Linked DNA regions of Mus musculus: region 2 is linked to region 1. Evidence: chromatin contacts called from public Hi-C data. All regions are on one chromosome and are shown on one strand. The core of a region is the stretch at or near the end of the contact, and the rest is flanking DNA. Distances in the headings are between cores, read along the strand shown. Region 1 overlaps Gm33293 (predicted gene, 33293). Region 2 has its middle 7.8 kb from the start of Gsx2.

Region 1 (3,704 bases), core at 567-3,066:
GTCTACTTGAAGTTCGGCAAATAATTTAAAATGTCTGACATCACTTAGGCACACTGCTGTCAAATAGAATAAGATAAATAAAATGGTATTGGAAGACTTAAAATGTTAGGCAGCCATACATTAAGTTAAAATGTTTAGTACTTGGAAGCCAGATTTATTAAGACAAATAATGGCGAAGCAAGGGTTTCCTAAGGTTCCAGTTGCCATTTTAAATCTTGTATGGTGAGAGAATGTACAAAATTTGCAAATTATTTTAGCTAATAAAGAGTGCTTAAATAACTGTAACCACAACTTATGTGCTTCATTCAAAACTAATATAGCCAGTAAGTTAATAACAGTAATTAACTCACACTGTACCATGCTCTCTTCTATACATAGTTCACAGCATACATTTGATACTTAGCCAGTTTGGAAAAGCCAACCACAGAAGGGAGCCGGTGTTCTTGTGACAGATATAGGAAGGAATCTTCAATCAAAAGAAATAAATGTACTTCCCTAGGTACTTGTGTATGCTCCCACAAGATCTATGAGCTCATAGGACACCTCAGATAATTCTTAAGAAGCCAAGAAGGGCAGCTGTGATTTCTCCATGAAGATTGCTCATGAATCTTTCAAACTGCCAGGTGAGTCAAAAAAAACACTGGCTAAAGGGATTCTCAAAACCGAGCACATTTTGAGCGTGAGGATCAAGAAAATAGAAAAGACAATTTAGAAAAGCGGTTGGCCAGTGTGTAAAACGTGACATGTGACATGCTGTGCGTGCTAAAGAACTATTTTTAGTAATGAGGAGGAAATGTTTAAGTTGCATTTATTCACTACGAAATTGAGTCAGCTAGCATTCTGAAAGATCTCTGGGAGTTGCGGGCTCATACTCTTTTTGCAACTTCCTTCTGCTACTTCTTTTAGTGTCTCTTTTTGTTCACCTCATACAAAAGTCCATTCGTCAAGTTCAAGCATAAGGACACGGTGCCAGTGAACATGTGGTTGTTAAGAAAGTGAGTTCACATCCCAGCATGGTGTCCAAAGAGGTACTCCCAAGATTAACAGATGGAAATTCTGTACCAAACTCATGGGTCTCTGCAACCAGTCTATTTGAGGAGAATTGTCTAGATCAGACCCATATTCTATTAATAATAAAGCCTTCTTTTCTTGTGTGGTTCTTAAGAGGAAGCACGGGCACCCCCAAGGGGGAAAAAAGTACCCAAAGCCACTAACACTTAGCCACTCCATGGGGGAAAGGTCAGACTACTATTGACAAGTATGTAAAGACACCCCCTAAACCATGGGAAAACATGTATAAATCGTTTCGACTCACTGCATTCACAACCCATGGAAGGGAATCACAAAACTGCACTTTAGCATTGTTGGCCTGAAAGGATAACTATTTATCATCTTATAAGACAGCTCGAATGATCTTTATCTACTTTGCCCACTTTCTGACCCAAATTCAGGGTTTTTATGGAAAATTGCAGTCAGTTTGATTGATGAAATCCAAAGATGTCTAAAAAAACGGCACCAAAGATCTCCAACTGTGCAGACTCCAACCGAGGGCTTCAATGTTGGCATTGTTCCTGAAGGCAGGAAAAAGAAAGAAAGAAAGAAAAAGAAAATGTTGAGAAAAACAGGCAAAAGTTGGGGAATTTCTGCTTTAAAAACTTCAAATTTCAATGAAGATGCCCAAACGCCATTATCCCTGTTCACACGTGCGAACCGGGCGGACATCAAAGTATTTCCCACACATCACAACAAAACCGGCTTCCTCTTGAACCAATCAACCTTCTTTGTAAGCAGCTGAATGGAGGTTGTCTACCGAGCGAGCAGGTCTCAGAAAGGCGCTCGCAGCGTGTAGCCCGGGAATTGGGGAGCCGGGTGGGAGAAGCTGATCTATATGATCACCCCTTCCACCCGCATTTTGGGACTTTGAAATGTCCTGAGGAGTCGCAAAGGACTCTGAAAGCCTCCCTGTTCCGGGGAAGGGCAGCCAGATCGCCCTCTGCTCTCTGAGTCCCAGCCTGCCCGCGGCGCCACCATTAATCCAGCGCCAGACCCAGGCAGAGAAGCACCGGCGCCGCGCCGGATCCCGCGGAAGCGAGAGACAACGGTCGTGCTGAGCCAAATTTCCGTCTAGTTTAGGGGTCTATGCCCTGTAGTGAGATATTGTCACCTGCCTAATTGTTCTGAGAGCTCCTCCTCCCCTCCCCCATTAGCAATAATAGCGAGATCGAGCCTCCTATCGGGTTACTAGGCCCGGGAGCTGATGAATGAACCCCCTCGTAGGGGAAAATCTTGGGAGCTGTCTTCTGTCCTATTACCCAAGGGGGCGGGCTATAAATCTTCCTTCATTTTAACCACATTTACCCTCATCCTCCTCGGGGCTAGGGATGCTGCGTTAAGATTGCACTGATGTGCCAACGCTCTGGACCAGCTGCTCCTAAATACAGACAGGTCCTTGTCAATTAAGGCTTTGAGAAGCAGGTCCTCGGGGCCCTGGGGCATTGGAGCAGCCAGCAGTGTGCAGCCCCCACAATTAGTATCCATTTGGAAGGGACCTTCGGGGCACAAATGCACAGGCAACGGAAGAATCAAAACACCAGGCAACTTCAATTCTGGAAATTGCTCTTGTAAGTGTTGTGAAACTGAACAGACGGCCCCCAAGAAGGGAGCTAAGATTTCTGGTGCGGAATGAGCCTCTCCTGCCCCTCTTCCCAATATTTTCCCCCTTTGTCTTTCTCTTAGCACCGCAGTAGATGGGGTTAGTGGATGGGGGAGGGGTGGAGTGGGGAAATAAATACGTTCATTTGCCTGCTCTAAGCTAAAGTTGTCCGTTGATGTCTTTTTTGCGGTCACCTCAAGCAGCTGGTCAATCTTGCCCGGACCCTGGCCTTTGGCCCAGGGGGCGCTGGACAAGGCCGCGCTCCAAGGAGAAGAGCTGCGATGTATCAGGTCAGAGGGGCCAAGCCGCCGGTGGGCCAGGCCCAACTTTGGCCTCTGCTAAACAAAACCCAAAAGGCCCAGGGGCCTGAGCCACCACTAGGAAAGGTGTTTGTTTAAGTGATTAGGGGCAGTTGGTAGTTAGGGGCGGAGAAAAGGGCAGAGCTTATGACACAGAGCAACTTAGCTGGACAGCAAGGGTGGACATTCAGAGAACATCACTGTTTAAGAATGTGTGACCCCCACCAAGTTCAAGAACAGAGCAAACAGCCCAGGCCATTAGGGACAGCCGTCAAACGAATGGCAACAAAGCCAAGAGGAGCACTGAGGGGGAAAAAAATGTTTCAATATTAAATATGGGAAAGTATTAGGGACTGGGGTGGGGTGGGTCAATGAAAGTCAACAAGAGAGTAGGCTTAAACAAAGAATTTAATATAAAAAATGCATAAATCTGCAAGGGAGGCAGCCCCGTAATGAAGATAAAAGAACCAGCTCCGTCAACATTCTGTGATAATGGCACCATAATAGATAGGATCGGGTCGCTAACATTTATCACAAAGTTAAGAGAATAAAAGGAAAGGCAGCCAGCCTCCTTAATTGAGAACCTGCTGGATGAATTCCATGGGCCACACGGGATGAAACCCCATGAAGCTAGTGGCCTTGTCAGCCTTGTCTGTTTCTAGGAGAAAAGTGAGTTGCTTTTCCTTGGGGTTGAAGCCCACCCCACCCCCACCTTCAACCCTCCACTTCTGATACACAGACCTTCCAAAGTC
Region 2 (3,704 bases), core at 564-3,063, 7.8 Mb after region 1:
ACAGAGCAAACTCCAGGCCAGGAAGGAGTTCATGAAACTGTTGAAAATAAGAGGTCCTGGGGCTGAAGAGATGGCTTAGAGCTCCAGTTAAAAGCACCGGTTGCTCTTCCAGGGGACCTGCACCTCAATTCCCAGCACGCTCTGACCCCTTCACATAGCCACATGAAACACCAATGTACATTAAAGAAAGAAAAAGAGAAAACATAACTTTTGCGAGAGTCTTCATAAACTGCAAAGTGCTATGTGAAGGTAAGAGAGAATTGTGCTTCAGCAGGAGCTGTGGAGACCGCCTTCTCCTGCCTATCTCTTGTCCATCATTGAGTGAGTGTGAGCAAGGCTGTTTCCAGTCCCCCATCCCCACCCCCATGAACCTCCATCTCTCCCAGCTCTAATCCAGCAGGGGGATTCACACAATAAACAAACCTACTCAGCACAGCACACAGTATGGAAGAAAGAGATAACTGTCTTAAGAGAAGAAGACTATCTGATATGGTAAGACTATACAGAGTATAGAGTAAGGATTTTGATCTAAAAAAAAAAAAAAAAAAAAAAAAAACACGTGGGAAAATGATGTCTGAGGCAAGACCTCAAGTTGAGGAAAGGAAGAGGAGACAGAGACGGCCATGCGGGAAGCAAAGCTGAGGAGCCAGGAGGCCTACAGTTGGAATGGTCAGAGAGACTGACAAGGCCTTGTTATGGAGGGCCTTTCTGTGTAGAGTCTCTGGTCTCATTAGCTACTTCATGCTCCTTGATTTACAGGCAAGAGGGCAACTTCTCTGTGGTTCACTGACATTTTGCAAAGCAGTCACACAGAAACAGGAAACCCCAAATTTCCAGTGTATGCAGATGATGCATGAGATGTAAAGCTATTTAATTTTGGTCTGTCCCCTCCACCCCCACCCACCGCCAGCGCCTAACACAGTCTGGCATCTGTTGGCACACCATCAAAGCAGGTCATGTAAATGAATGGAAAGATGATCCGCCAGGCAAAGAGCAAACTTTGAGGCAGTGAAAGAGGTGAGCCCAAGGCGGTGCACCCTGGCTCTGACTGGAGGGGAACTCCCTTTAGATGGCCTAGCCATGCCCTCAGCTCACACGTCCGTCTCTTCCCCCCCCCCCCCCAGCACCCCGCGCGCGCACACAGTGTCTGCCTCGAACCCGCACTGGCGTGCTCACAAATTCGCATTGCACAAAGCGCATCCATGGGTCCCCACGCACTCCACACAGTGCGGACACGCACACTCCCCTCGCACACACTATGTCTCACCTTCACACTGATTCTCAAGTCCATGTACTCCCGCCTACCCTTCCTCCCCCAGCACACACGCCACATACTCAGGCGCTTGCCTACAAGCTCAAGTTCTCCCGCCCCACACCCACGCATGCGCACGGGCTCAGGGGAGGAGGGGGAGCATGCGCACCTGTGGTGGCTCTGCCCTGAAGGGCAGCTGCTCAGGTGGGTTAGGGATTGATGGTGCCTTGTTTGGGAGGCTATGGGTCGGTGCAACCGTGTGGATTCATTTGTTTTTATCCCGCGAGCTTGACAAGGAAGAGGGGGAGACCCGGGAGGGCGCAGCCGAGCGCTCGGAGAGCAGGGTGACCCGCAGGATACCCTGACGCTGGGGCTACTGTATGAATCTCTGCACCCGGACGGGGCAAATGCATGAACTTGGGATCGGTTCAGCTGCACAACCTGGGTGGCCAGGTTCTGTCCATTTTGATCTGAGGACACCGTCCACTGAGAGCTATGAATTGCATGAAAAGAGAAGAGGGACTTAGCTTGAAAGTGCAGCACTTGGGAAGCTGAGGCCGGAAGATGCAAGTTGAGGCCATTCTTGGCTGCTGTGTGAGATCCTCCCTCAGAAGAGGGAAGAAGAAACCATGGTCAAATATTCTGGCTCTGCTATTTTCTGGTGTTTCGCAGCCTCGGTTTCTCTGCCTGTGAAATGAGGAGCCAGACTTTCAGAGCAGGTATGACTTCTCATCTAGGCGGACTATGGACTGCCTGTCTGACAAACACTAAGAGTTAACACAACAGACCCAGTTTCTGCTTAGGTGCAATTTGAAGTCATCTGGGAAAGATACCCAACCAGAAGTTAAACCTACAGAAATTCAGACTGATTGTAGTGAGCTTTTGAAATAAAATAATGAGGTTTTGATTTCATTCAGAGCTTCCTGTGTTCTGGACACGGGTGCATAAAATAAGGCTCCCGACCCCTACCCTCCTCTTAGTTCCAGTCTGCTCTTTTTTTGTCACATGAACCATTTGACCGAGCCTTGGAACTTTAGTATGTTGGAAAGCCACATGAAGCAAGGGTTGGACCATAACAAAAAAGAGGACATAATAAATGTACCTTCCCCACAGCATCATTGTGGGAGAGAAACACCGTGTGAAGTGTTAGCCTACTGCCAGGCACACAACGGTCGCCCATACATATTTGCTGGCAGACTTGTCTAGAACCCCACCTTAGAGAGATGAGATCTGAGTCCTGGCCTTGGCATCTCTACCTGTCAGACCTAGATTAAGCCATTGACCTTGCATAGGCAGGGGCTCTGCCCCACAAACAGCTGAGGTGATGTCACTTTTTCTAGGAGGGCTGCTGGGATTAACTGTGTTATGTGGGCAAGGCTACTTTGTCTCCCTGACACACAAGGCTCTTGAAGAGGGTGGTCTTGTGAGGACCATTATACCCTCAAATGGAGCCCTCCTTCATACGTGGGTGAGCATACAGCTGTTTACTTGGGGGAAAGTTTCAAAGTTTAGGATACAGCCCCAAGTAGGGAAGGCAGGAATGGGACTTTGGACTAGGTAGGGAGTGGGATGTGGTGCGGTATCCCTGGCACATCTCAGGTCCATGAGGCTGCTGCCCAGAAATGGAAGGTTGAAGGAGCCAAGGAGAGGGGCTCTCCAGAGTGGGTGCAAAAGCCTTGAAGCCTAAGGAGGACAGGTCTGGGAGAACTTAGCCCTGAGCTGAAGCCACACCCAGAGCCTCTGATGGCATCTGCTCTGAGGACAGCTGAGGTGCTGAGCAACAACAACAATAATCATAATCAGACTTTAGGCACAATGGGCCAGCAGTCCTTAATTCCTCACAAACTGTCAAGGATGATGGCTTTTATTTTTCTTACTTCACATACATAAAAACTGAATTTCTTCTTTCAGTGTCTCTGGCTTCATTTCAGCTCTCTCAACTCAAAAAGAGAGAGAGAGACTCTTCAGGACTCTGTGTGTCCTGTCCCTGAGTTCTTTGATGGTCTGAAACTTATTCCTCACGATCCTGGCAGATCTCATTTTAAATGTCACTTCAGGCATCGATTTTTGCCAACACCCAGAGCTTTCTTTCACACTCCCATGGCCTTCCGTAACCTACCAGCTCTAAGTTGATTTGTTGATCCATTTAATAATGTATTGGGCATTCCCAAGGGGCTGGCCTTGTGTGCTACTGAATTCTCAGCTGAGCCTGGCTTATAGTAGGTGCCCAATACACACATTTGGGGTGGGGAAACAATGCTGAGGACCAAGCATAGCCCCCTTTGCCCATCAAACAAGTACTCCACCACTGTACTTTTCCATTTATCAAAGGGTTGGATGAGGTTGGGTGGGTGGGGCAGTGTTAAGTCAATCGCTTCTTGTTCCAGGATGGGAGGAGGAAGGAGAAGGCCTTTCTCAGTATTTGCTCAGGCTGCCTGTCATGAAAAATCTG

What was found. A called contact is a pair of places that touch in the nucleus more often than the background predicts.
Region 2: a contact with region 1 is called in a Hi-C map of epiblasts, with 11 times the contacts expected there. The contact joins two enhancer-like sites. A contact is called at or near these places in 1 of 39 promoter capture datasets (cranial neural crest) and 4 of 484 Hi-C or Micro-C datasets (embryonic stem cells and epiblasts).

Annotation. Positions count from the first base shown.
Region 1 is chr5:67,220,740-67,224,443 of GRCm38.p6, forward strand. Gm33293 (predicted gene, 33293) reads right to left here. Exons shown (of 2, transcript NR_169035.1): 2 at 134-1,571. Among named protein-coding and RNA genes, the nearest start is that of Gm33293, 9.1 kb to the right of the region's middle. Within about 2 kb of position 1,817, at least 14 of the 459 cell types and tissues checked have an H3K27ac peak or open chromatin away from gene starts, as enhancers often do. A contact at or near this core is called in epiblasts, where this site is marked.
Region 2 is chr5:75,065,963-75,069,666 of GRCm38.p6, forward strand. No RefSeq gene overlaps it. Among named protein-coding and RNA genes, the nearest start is that of Gsx2, 7.8 kb to the right of the region's middle. Within about 2 kb of position 1,814, at least 105 of the 459 cell types and tissues checked have an H3K27ac peak or open chromatin away from gene starts, as enhancers often do. A contact at or near this core is called in epiblasts, where this site is marked.